2 separate regions of the Cydia pomonella genome follow, and region 2 is linked to region 1. Evidence: chromatin contacts called from public Hi-C data. All regions are on one chromosome and are shown on one strand. Each heading gives the region's core, a stretch centred on a gene start, on an enhancer-like site or on the middle of the called end of the contact. The rest is flanking DNA. Distances are from core to core; before and after follow the strand shown. Region 1 holds the start of LOC133524955 (small ribosomal subunit protein uS9). Region 2 holds the start of LOC133524965 (cleavage and polyadenylation specificity factor subunit 6).

Region 1 (6,421 bases), core at 1,911-4,410:
GTTGACATAGGCAATTCAGTAGTATATTGGCTTATATTCTATTCTATCTGACGCCAGGGTTTGTAAGGGATGTTCCCATTTACATCTACGTATAAAGGGTTGAATTTCAGTTGTTTATTTCTTTCATGTAGGTCTTTGCAACAAAATTAGCAGATCAAACTACGCATCATAAGTATCTAACAGCTGAACAAAAAGAGATATGTCTCTACTTATATGTATATGGCCAAGCGTAAAGTAGGTCTAATGTAGAGATTTATAGTTGGAACAGTATTTCAGGGCGGCAAATACTTTTGGCGCGCTGTTTCTTTCGGTACTACTGATGCTGACTGTACATTGGAAGTTTAATGTCTAGCCTAGGTACTTATTTAAATTCCTAGTCCTCACTGCTATATGCTTGTTTAATTAAGTTGGCTAGGTTAACTAGGACCAATAAAACCAAAACTACAGGATATATTGCCCTTTTAGTGGGTTTGTTTTATGTTCTTAGTAGGTAAGTAAATTCCTGACAGTGGACGTGGAACTTATTAACCATAATGTTTCCTTTAGCATTTAGTGGTGTAGTTCTATATTCCACTATGATTCATTCTCGGTGACGCATTACTATGTGTAGGACAAAAACTTATTGCAGCAAAAAGTTGTAAGAGGTTTCCCGAGTCTTGATAGCGGAACTCGCACCTCGCCGTGCCGTATAGAAGATATTGTTTATTTAGATATGTATTGTATTTTTCATGTACTATTGAAATGACCTAACATTCTATAGGTAGAAGGTACTCAATTAAAATTGTAGGAATATTTGAATATGAATAATATTAAATTATAATAGTACGTTAGCCATGAAGTTCTAAACAATCATTTTCATAACTACTACATTCCAATATATGTTTAAGATGACAGCAAAATATTCATTACATACAACTGGAAATATTTAGGTAAATACATACATATTTAGATATGGATATCTTGGTAACACAATATCGCGTGCCAACATTTTGTCATCAGAATCGAAGCTATAGCAATTTAAAAGCTAAGGGCATTGGTATGATAAACAAGTCGGCAATGCAGCTTAAACAATGTAGATGTCTGAAACATCAAACAAAATTCCATATCAATCCGTTTACGTCCAACATTACTCTTATTAAACCTGTGTGTGTTTTTTAATTGTTATGGAGTACCATACCAATTTAATACGCAGTAGCGTAGGTACTACGTACATAATTTCTTATTATTTAAATGAGGATCCCATGGAAATATTCTTACAAATAGGTAGGCATCTCAGGTTCCGGTATACCTAGGTATAGGTACAATACCTACTTACGGTGTCCTGCGTAGTCATTTAGGGGTTTATACTCATATCATAGGTGTGGTATGTATACTTATACCATTTACCATTAGGTATACCATACCTATTTACCATTAGGTATGTAAAGATATTTTCTCGCGACTGTCTGAACTGTCACCTTGCAGCAATTTGCATGTAATAACTAATTTGAAACCTGTTTACATTATAAAAGCTAGCCTTACCTTACACTTTTGCCTGACCCTTTTAGCTGAGAATTTAATTATTTTTCATTAGCGCTTACCTTGCGACTTAGCCGCGCGGTTTTCCCGTGGTATTTCAAGGAACGATAGTCCTGACCTGACTAATGAATACTACTTTACTTACTTACCACACGAATGGGTTCTCATTGTTAATAAAAAAAATTAAAATAAAACATTAATGCTTACGAGTAGGTAATAAAATACTATTGTTTAAAAAATTTGTTAGTAGGGTATCCATTAGATAAGATAAAGATTATCTTAAGAGTGCACTTGGCTTTTGAACATCAGAGGGCCTACCGCGATAACTGAAATTCGCAAATTGTGGGGACGTATCTCTTTTACTCCAATGAAGGCGTAGAGTGACAGAAAAAGATGCCTACAATTTGCGAACTTCGATTTTCGCGATTATGGCCAATTCAAAGACGTATCTACCTATAACGTTTGACATTTCAATACTTGCCTAGCTCTAACAAGGTTTATAGTTAAAGGTCTATTAGTAAATTCTGGGCACTTAATTTTATTGGGTTGGAGCATCGACTTTATATATCTATGGGTAGGAGTATTTTATACTTTCCTTTTCTTAAACTAAATCCCTAGGAAAGGAGTGGAGAAGAAAGTTTTCTTGCACTAGTTTCTGATACCGCGTACCTGGCAAGGAAATCCCACCTTTTTTAGAACTTTGTCGCTGTGACATTGTCATGCCTAAATAGGAAATAGGTACTAAACACATGTCCATCTAATATCAAACCTATCAAACTCATATGACAAAATGGTTACTAATAAGTAGGTACTATCAAAAAAGTTTAAATTAGGTAGAATGTCCTGCTTAGGTAGGTTGGTACTACTGGTAAGGTACCCACTGTTAAATCGTGGTATTATTATTCATTATGAAAAGAGGTGTGCCTATAAACTCATTTACCTAAGTAGTTACCTAATTTAACTATTTAAGGTACAATTTTATTAGCACGTTATAATTATTCGGGTCAATCATTAGATATCTAATTATGAATAAATATTAACTTACCCTCAACTTTTTAGGCAAAATCAAATCCAAAGTATTTGCAACCGGCATGAAAGTACAAGCATTACATAAACAATAATCCACAAATTTCTCTTTGAATATAATAAAACTTTGTTTCACACTGTTTTGCAGTTCTATTGCACTTGCGCGGGAACAACTTTTTCACATCTCATTGTAAAGGCGTTTGTAATCTGAGTATCGCACCGCACGACTCAACACCGGCGAATACGTTCGTCGAATACAAAACAATAATGTACCACGCTAGTGACCATGTCGGATGATTCACGTAAATAATAGACAGTAACGCCATCTATTAGAAACTATGCATACATATTTTTCTACCCCATCTAGTGTTAAAAGTTTTTCGTTTAAGTTCTGCTATTCAACAATAGATGGCAATATGATGTAGTGCTGCCAGATGAGAAATATGGTGGTGTGATATTACGTTATTTTCCGAAGTATTTATAGATCTATATCAAATCTATATTCTGGAAGTAAATTGTTTTATTTTTGACATAGTATTTACTTTTCATTTACAATTGTTACTTTTTGATTTGTATGTTTTTTTTAAATATATTATTGATAAGAATACCCATTATAATTTTACTTGATTAATTACGATTGGGGTAGTGTATGGCACAACACTAGCTAGTTCTTTCTCTGTCAAAATGGCTGCCGCGCAAGAGGTGTGTGTCTTTCCGTTAAAATAATTTGCGGAAAAGCAATCGTATTGTGTTATTTTATTGGTTAATTAGAAGCAATGACTAATTTATTTAACGTGTTTTCAGGCAAGACGCGAACCAATTCAGGCCGTTCAGGTCTTTGGCCGCAAGGTAAGTGTTGTTTCAATCCCGTCCACGTGTTGATGCCGATTTCCTTAGTTTTTAAAGTATGAAATGCTTGAAATTTTCCTTTAATCTCAAATTTGTCTGATTTTTAAATAGCTCATCTGTTGTTTTATGAAATATCTGCGAATTGAATCCTTTCTTGCCTTTAACCGTCATAACCTATACGTTGTATGACAGTATTTTATCAGAAAGGAGAGTATAGGATTGCGTTGTACCAGCCATCTCAGAAATCATTTCTGTGTTGGTCTAAACGGAAACAACATTGTCGCACGATTTTTATATTACTGCAAATGACGACAAGCGTCTAACGCTAACTAACCTCTTGCTGGCATTTCATATGGTTTGTGTTGTGAATCCTACTATTTCTGGCTGATAGAGGCCTAGTCGTAGTTAGTCGTACATATTTATTTTGTTATAAAAAAAGGTTACATTTTATACAACAATTTTCAGAAAACTGCGACCGCAGTAGCATACTGCAAGCGCGGACACGGTGTGCTCCGCGTCAATGGCCGCCCGCTGGATCTGGTGGAGCCCCGTCTGCTGCAGTACAAATTGCAGGAGCCCATCCTATTGCTCGGCAAGGTGAGATACATACATAAGTCGTAGCTGAGAGTGAGAACTAACCGGCCTATCCTATTATACATTTGTTACAAGATCAAACATGACCATGAGATTTTTCATAATTCTTAACTACTACCCGGTATAATTATTACTTAAACGGTCTATTATATTTATAAATTTTAGCTCTCCTGCAAATAATTGTTGTATATGCATGCAGTGTACTTGACGACTGGTCTGGCCTAGTGGGTAGTGACCCTGCCTATGAAGCCGATGGTCCTAGGTTCAAAAATTCAAATTCAAAAATTTATTCTTCAAGTAGGCCTCAAGGGCTCTTTTACAAGTCAATACAACATTTATAGTAACATCATATAGTGACATGAAAAATACATAACAACATTTTATAAATACAACAGCCAATACCTGGGTAAACATTACATTATAATAATCTTAAAATAAATAATTACTACAATACAATAGAGATGTATAGTCTCTATGGTTAAAAACACATTAAATCTGGAGATGTAAAAGGTCCCCAATGTCAGAGTACTAATACTAATAAAATTTGGAGGTGTAAAGTGTCAAAATAAAATTTATACTAAATAAATAAACCGCGTCTGGACTGTTAAACTAGCAGTCTCATAAACTAATGCTACAATCTGTACATAACTAGTATGTACCAAGTCAAGTATATTATATATTCGAATTTGTGGTTTGAAAAGTTCATGTGATGAGCATATTTGTTCCTGAGTCATGGGTTTTCCTTTTTTTATACTACATCGGTGGCAAACAAGCATACGGCCTGCCTGATGGTAAGCAGTGTCCGTAGCCTATGTACGCCTGTAACTCCAGAGGAGTTACATGCGCGTTGCCGACCCTAAACCCGCCCCCCCTCATTGAGCTCTGGCAACCTTACTCACCGGCAGGAACACAACACTATGAGTAGGGTCTAGTGTTATTTGGCTGCTGTTTTCTGTAAGGTGGAGGTACTTCTCCAGTTGGGCTCTGCTCTAGATCTGGAATGACATCCACTGGCTGTGCCCTACCACACAAAGCGACATGACATTCACAATGCCCATACCTCTCTTTTGGACGTAGTTTAAGGACGTACCCGGGTCCAATCGGGCCCGGGTGTCTTTTATGTACTTAAATATTACATTTATCGTTGTCCGAGTACCTACAACACAAGCCTTCTTGAGCTTAATGTGGGGCTTAGTCAATTTGTGTAAAAATATCCAATATTTATTCATTATTATTTAGTGTAATATGAGAGGGGACCCAAAAGTAATGATAATCAGTATGAAAGACACATCTCATGTTTAAAGACATATTTGTTTTTTAATTTAATCTCCTAGTAAGTTTAGACACATAGACTATCATTTCTCTAGACCTTCTGTCTAAGATCTTACTTCAGCAGCTGCGAAAAGGGGTAAAAGATGCTGGGGGGCTAGAACCGCCGAATATGGTAGGGGGTCTTTCTGGGTACCCCACAAGTGGAGGACTTTTTCATGTGTAATTCATTAAGTTTGTTTGAATACTGCCAATCCTCATTTCTTGTACTAGTCAGTATTCTTTCTTTGTCCTTACTGGCCTTGGATTAGTTTTTGCTGTATGGCGATGTCTTTGTATGTGAGAGATTGTTATGTCTTGTTTTTTGTCCCCAAAAATTGTGGCAGAATGGAGCTTTTTGTTTGTGATGAAATTTAGATTTTCATTTTTCTCATGTAAAATATAATCTGCAGCTAGAAAGACATGCAAGTAGCATTAGACTTTTTTTATTTATTTAATAGAGGACAAAAATACAAGTTTGACAGAGTGGTCACAAAGAAGACAACGAAAATAATTTTGACCCATGATATATATCTGATGATGATCAAACTTATTCCGAACCTGAGTATCTTTGGATGTGAAGTAAATGTACATATCTGATTCTTTCCTTAACTAAAACATCCCACCACTTATTTTTTACAGTTTAATTATAAAGAATTTTATTCATTTCAGGAAAAGTTCTCTGGTGTGGACATCAGAGTGACAGTGAAGGGTGGTGGTCACGTGGCCCAGGTGTACGCCATCAGACAAGCCATCTCCAAGGCACTCATTGCTTTCTACCAAAAGTGTAAGTTCACATTGTAGAAAATATTATTAATGCATTGGTAATAGATATAATAGTCATATTACATTTTAATAACACAACGTTCGAGATTTAAAATGGGTCCAGTATATATAAAAGACTCACCTGTCATCGGCAAATCAGATGAGCTAACTAAAGTATTTTTTAAAGAATGTCTTATCATCTAAGTCAATGATCCCTGCCAGTTATTTTTTTTTAACAAAGTTGAGTATTAAATGCATTGTTCGACAACTTTAAGAATCAACTATTCCAAAACTTTGTGCAATGGTTTGCTATAATGATTATGGTTGAATAACATTTAGTTTAAGGACCCTTTCTTTCCAA
Region 2 (6,539 bases), core at 3,804-6,303, 330 kb before region 1:
ACATGTACATACATTGGATTGGTGACATATAACATACTTCTAATCCAATTAACGGATGAAAATAAATAGTTTATCATCATAACACTGGAAAAAATACAAGACAGGAAATTCATGACCACAGATTAGCAACCACAGAATAGAGATCGCTTCCTAGCGATAAGACTGCCTGTTGTTACCTAGCTTTTAAGTTTTTTTTTTTTCATTTCCTGTCTATTTTTAACTGTATGGTGCATAATAAAGAATATTAGTGTTTGTCTTCCAAAATGGAATTAAAGTCAATATTTTCTACACAATCTGACCAAAGAGGTTCCCAAAGTTTTATTTCATCCTCTCAAAAAAACATTGTACGAGAGCATGACAAAAACTATCACCAATCCAATGTCGATGTTTAGTATCAGATAATATCTGTATTCCAGTTTGATCAAATTCAAGTTAAATTCTAAGTTAGCCTAAACTGTGTCACAAATTGTCTAAAGTAATAAGCCTTGTATACACGGCGCAACTGCATAAATTAGTGTGCAAGATTCAATTATGATGTATTATCTATTAGTGAGAAATACCGACATTTATAACTTAAGTTGGAATAGTTGGAAAGGTTCAGTTAACATGACGTGTGATTGGTCACTAAACCGATTGTGTGTAACATTTTGAAATATATTGTAACACTGTTACATGGCCGAATAAATAAATACATATATCAAATACATTAAAGTCTTGCTGTCACCATTTAGATTTGTCGTACTAAAAGGGACAACGATTTGATAACTCTATCATGTGTCAAAAACAGTATTATACAGATATTTACAAATTTATTTTGAGATTAAGACTGAATTGTTGGGACCATATTATTAATGTAAGTATTTAACGTCATTGCGTATTCTAAGTCTACTATAGTAGTCTAATCCTAGTTTTAGAGCAAGAATGCACAATCAGTTTTCAGCAACATAAAAATGTATTGAAAATTTTAATTGAATACATTATCTCTCCAAGTCTTGCTTGTTGCCCGACAGAACTAGCAGTTAAAACGACGCTATAAACAATGAAATTGATTACTATTTTGAATGAAATTGATACCAATTTTAAAACTTAATATAAACGATACGATATTAAATGATACCATAAAAATATTTGAACGTTTTGTAAATTACCTCACTTTAAAAAAAAACTATTATTCAATTGATATGAAAAACTAACACATGTTTTATGAAGGCAAATCATACCATGAACATACCTACATAATAAACGAAGTCTACAATTAGGCTATAAGGATAACTGGTGTTCTTAAAAACATCTACATCCCTTTAAAAGAAAACTACCATAAAAATACACCACATTAAGGAACAACAATAAAGATGTAAATATCTCTTCTATTCACATTAAAAGTGTTTCAAAACACTAGTCATTTAACAGCAAATTCGTTTTAAATATTTAAAAACATACAGCAACTACAATATTTTGTATGGTATATTACTAATGAAATCTTTAAGACGAGAAATTACTTTTACTAGTAAATATTTGGTAGATATTTATAAATGTCTGCTAGGTCACGGACAATCTTTTTTTACCTGCTTTACACATTTTTTTGTTACAATTTAGCAATTATATTAGGTCATAATAAGGCCCAAGACAGTAATATTTAAAAAAAAATGAGTTCTAAAATGTCTATAATATCATTGAAAATGATGTGCATGGTAGCTTTAGGTAAGTGCCAATTTATATACGAATGTTCCCTCATAGTTGAAATTTTCTAAAGTTAGTCATTGTACAAGTGCAAAAGGAAAGTGTATATCATCTATTATAAACACTAACAATTATTATATACGTTCTTAGTACAGATATAACAAAAAAATTAATAAACCATGAGACCTGGCAAGTTAAGTCATAAATGTTTGAAAAAACCCATAGACAAACAATTACTACATCGAAGTTAGATTTATATGGTATATCAGAACACAGTTTACCACTAATAAACCCTAGTTTTAGACATAATTTAAGCAAAAATATTGCATCCCGATAAGAGATTCTGTCATGACACAGTTACTGACCATTTGCCACCTCAAAGCAATGATATTATTATAAGGTGTACGAATAGTCAATGATGTGTGTTGCCATAAATACTGCAGGTATAGTTGTGCTGTTCTAGAGTGGCATATCTATAACTGCAGGGCATTTCATTTCGCTTAAAATTATGCATCAATAATGCTTTTATTGAAATGTTTACTCTTTTTATAAATATTTGTTATTGGCTTAAGTAAAAATAATAAAAAAATAAAAGGATTGGCACAAGTTCATGAACATCCTTGCACACATAAGTCCAAGCAAAGATTAATTGAAATCTTTGATACAAGCAAGAACATAGTATTAGTACCAAATCTAGAAAATAACTCCTAAAATATATAAATAGATAACTGTTCCACAAAAATCCAAAGTTGCAAATTGGTAATAGCAATATTACATTCCTGAGAGAAATGAGCTAATGTTTAGTGATAAATTGTCTTGTACATGTTTTTTTTAATGGAATAACTTGAGTTTTTACTAATGGTATATTATTTGCTAGATGTTGGGCAACATCATAAATTCCTCACTTAAAGGGGCCATACAGACACAAAAACACATAACTTATATGTTCTGTTCTAAAAGTTAGAGCTCTTAAAACCAGTATCAGTGATATTTTTTTAAGGTTGACATTCACTTTTAAGAAGAGAAAAGATAAATTGAAGTGTTCATATGACCTCTATGCTTTTTGTGCAAATACAATATTTGTTTAACACTCACTGCATGGGGATGTAAAGCAGTGAATGTCTTAGGGTGTTACCAAACCAAACTTAGGGGTTACCAAGCAACATCTTATACTATTAACACATTCACTGCCGGGAACCCACCAGGTGGGCGCTCGTGAACTTTGTTCAGATGCCGGACAACCCGCTGGGTGGGTTGTTTTGTACGCAGCTATAGACCACCGGTTTCTGGGGTAGTGCGCCGTTTTTTGTCTGGCAGTGAATGTGTTAATCTGTCTTATTGAGACGTAAAAATGTATATACTATACATATAGTATATACGTTTTCAACCAAAAATACTTTGAGTAAGATGCATAAAATCTTAGACAATTTCATGCTTCGAATTTGATAGGTAAACATGATGGAGCTGTACAGCTTCATACATTTTGCTGTAAGTCTGATTGTCAAGTTTATGTTTGACAATTCAGTGACCTCAAAAAATATGGCGGAGGCCAGCACCATCTGTTTTGGATATCAAACTAAGGGACTTGACTTTTACCTCTCTATCACAATCAATTCTCTTTTTTACACATCAGTTTACTGACTGGTTTGGTAACACCAAGGGCCTTGTGCATATTATTTTACAGCATGTAATATAAGCCAACACCTCTTTCCTACTCCTTTTTTTAGAAAGATACTTTAGCTTGTAATACCAATAAGTTGTAAAAAATATGTATCAGGCTTCAAGTGACATGATGTTAAATTTTATCAGCAAATTTTAAAAGGGACAATATACCTAAGCCTTATTTCAGTGAAAAACATCCCTTATTCCTGAACTTAGGTAAAAAAGCAAAAACAAGTTATACTGGTAATTTTTTTTTATGCAACAATTTTTATCATATGGGAACCTGCCTTAAAATTTGTCACCTAGTCTTCAGTTTTTCTTTCTAGGGCTGCCAATGTCATAGACTGGTTAATGTTAAGGCAAGTTACCCTATGATATTGTACACTAAATTAAATTATTACAGAAGTATTAATCACACTTTTATAAAATGTTTTGTACTTTAAAACTAAAACTGATCAATGTTTGATATAGCTACTATTGTTTACAAATAATAAGTTAAAATTTTTTCATGCCCTATTAAGTTATTTTAATCACAAAAACAAAAATGCTTTGTTCAAATGTAAAACTTGTTTCTGCTTGCTATAAACATAGCATTACTTTAACCCACATGAAAATAGCATCTACTAAGGACAAATAAATTTATATCAATACCCATAACACGCAATCATGCATATCACTATGTGAACTCTGATTAACCTTTAAAACAAAAATATGTATAAATTTACACTATATTTGTTAGAATCAATTTAGTATAATGATAATCTACTTCACAGGGTTAAAGATAATGTATCTGCATGTATTTTTCCCCAACACGAAAATTACTGTATATCCATCAAAACAATAGCTTAATAATAAAGTATTAAACAGTGAATGTTCCCTCATCAGAAAAAAACATCACCATGAGGATCATTCACTATTGGAAGAGGTAACCAAATGAAATGCTTTAAAACATAACGATGGATCGTAACAAGTTTGTCACAGTGCCAAATGGCCATCAGTGTTTTAACAACATGAAACGTCAATATAAAATAATTTCTTTACGAAAGTAACGACATAAGTCATGAATATTAACACTTAGAATTACTAGTAACATGCTAAAATACACAAAAAAACATTAGTTTTCATAAATTGTGACGCAGTATAAAATGTATAAATCTAAACATTTTCATTTAATTACCACTTCTACATAGTCTTATATTTACAATACTGATCTAAGATATAATAAATTCAGGTACAAACCCAAGTGAGATTTCCGACGTAAAGCTGTGCCCGGCGGCCGCCATGATGCCCGTGGTTTGATACGTTGTGATAAGGAGCATTGCCGTTGGTCTCCTCCGGAGGATGCTGCGACGGCGGGGCATTTGGTGGTCCATCTCCTTCTTCTGGCTTCGATGCTGGCGCAGAAATTACGTCGTCGTACAGATCCACATTCTCACCTCCGAACTCATCCTGAAACATGCCGCACATTCGCATTACGTTGTGGTGTTTAGTTTTTTCCGAAGTTTCATTTCTCTTTCAAAGATAAACAACAAATTAGTTTGCTAAAATAAGCTTACCTGTCTATTAAAATCCGATTCTATATCGTCAGCGTACAAATCTATATCGACGCCTCCGTCCGCCATTTTGACAATGACTAGAGGGGCAAGGCAAGGGCCGGGCCGCAGGGAGCGGCAGACGGCCGTGTTTATCGAAGTAGCAAAGAACCGGAAATGTGTAGTGATGTATACTTGTCAATGCCAACTTGCCGATAGACAAGAAACAAAGCAATATACTTAAATCGTTGCATTTGTTTGGGATAATAACCGATTATGTAACAACGAATGCGCCATTGTTTTAAAACTATATCAAACACTGAAATCCATTCAGACCAAGCTCTGCCAAACACAATTGATAGCCGATTTATTACAGGTACGTCACTATCATAATGTACCAGTCGTACCAATATGACGGCAACGACAATATTGTTGCCAACGCAAAAAAGGCAGGCGTTCTGTTATAGCGGCATCTATAGGAATTTATTAGAAAATCATAACAACCAAGATGCATTGTCAGAATAGCGCCATCTAGTACAACTGGAAGCAATTTGTTAAAGAGCAACGTTTGTTTGTTATTGTTCTAGTGCTGCCCTCACTGTAGAATTGAAATAAAACAACATCGATGGCATGCGCGGGTAGCGGGCGGGAGGTACGTCAACCATCCCTCGCCATTTTCCGTCAAGCTCACTCAACTCAAGTTAGGTTCTGTCAGTCGCTGTGTTTGTGTATTGTGTTGTGAAAAATTATCCGTATCGATGAATATCAATGGGAAATCCTGCTGATTACGACGCCAAACGATGGGTCGATTGTTGTGTTTGTGGCTTTAATGCATTGTTCGAGCAGTGATGATGGCCAAGTGAAGTGTTTTGTGTCGTATGCTGGGTTGTCAGCAACAGTGAGATCCTTTCTCTGGATATATCGTCCTCAAGACGACGTCGGATCATAACACGGGAAGGTGACACACCATGTCGGCAAAAAACATCCCAGGAGATAAGGTAAGTGTTGACTGAACCCCTAGTACTAGTCTGCATAGCTGGGCGTAAAGGTCAATTCTTTTTGTTTATTTCAGTCACCACTCGCTCCTTTCTCTTTGCGTCGCGTTTACAAAACTGTCCCAAATTTATTTTTGTGATGCTATAAATTTTGTTTCTCCAATTAAAATGTGTAAAGCCTGCAGGTTATCTTAGCTTACTAAACAAAACATAGTTATTCGAAGCTTTCACTTGATTGATTGGAACTAGTTGCTCATTAAAAGTTGTTATCATTAAAACTACATTTGCTAATTCCAAAGTAAAATATTTCATTTTCAAAATTTTACTTACTTTCCTGTCAAAAAATGTTATTGTCTTATAAGAAACTATAATTGTGTAGATAGCTTATTAAAAAATGTGTTGATAAATAGATTAAAGTATAGATTGTTGCTCTTTACAATGAACTAGTGCCTATACAAATTCTTGGAATTAGTTGCAAAGCAAGGCTCCCATGAGCCATGGCAAAAATGTGTGGACGTGAGAAAGATGATTAGATAACTGTGACAAAACTGACTAACACTTGTGGAATATTTTAAAGCACTAATATAAAAAATTTTAAAAGTCACATACCAGGGCTAATTGAATCACATTTCAATATAGGTGCTGTTTATCAATTTAAACATTCCTTGGA

Evidence for each region. A called contact is a pair of places that touch in the nucleus more often than the background predicts.
Region 2: a Hi-C map of whole body shows a contact between it and region 1, with 5 times the contacts expected there. The contact joins the promoter of LOC133524965 here to the promoter of LOC133524955 in region 1. A contact is called at or near these places in 2 of 2 Hi-C or Micro-C datasets (both in whole body).

What each region holds. Positions count from the first base shown.
Region 1 is chr14:11,300,820-11,307,240 of ilCydPomo1, reverse strand. LOC133524955 (small ribosomal subunit protein uS9) reads left to right here and starts at 3,160. Exons shown (of 5, transcript XM_061861122.1): 1 at 3,160-3,246; 2 at 3,349-3,393; 3 at 3,859-3,990; 4 at 5,968-6,082. The coding sequence starts at 3,229.
Region 2 is chr14:11,637,104-11,643,642 of ilCydPomo1, reverse strand. It overlaps LOC133524965 (cleavage and polyadenylation specificity factor subunit 6), which reads right to left and starts at 5,053. Exons shown (of 14, transcript XM_061861141.1): 1 at 4,899-5,053; 2 at 4,582-4,791. The coding sequence starts at 4,964. LOC133524967 (a long non-coding RNA gene) reads left to right here and starts at 5,550. Exons shown (of 3, transcript XR_009800496.1): 1 at 5,550-5,872.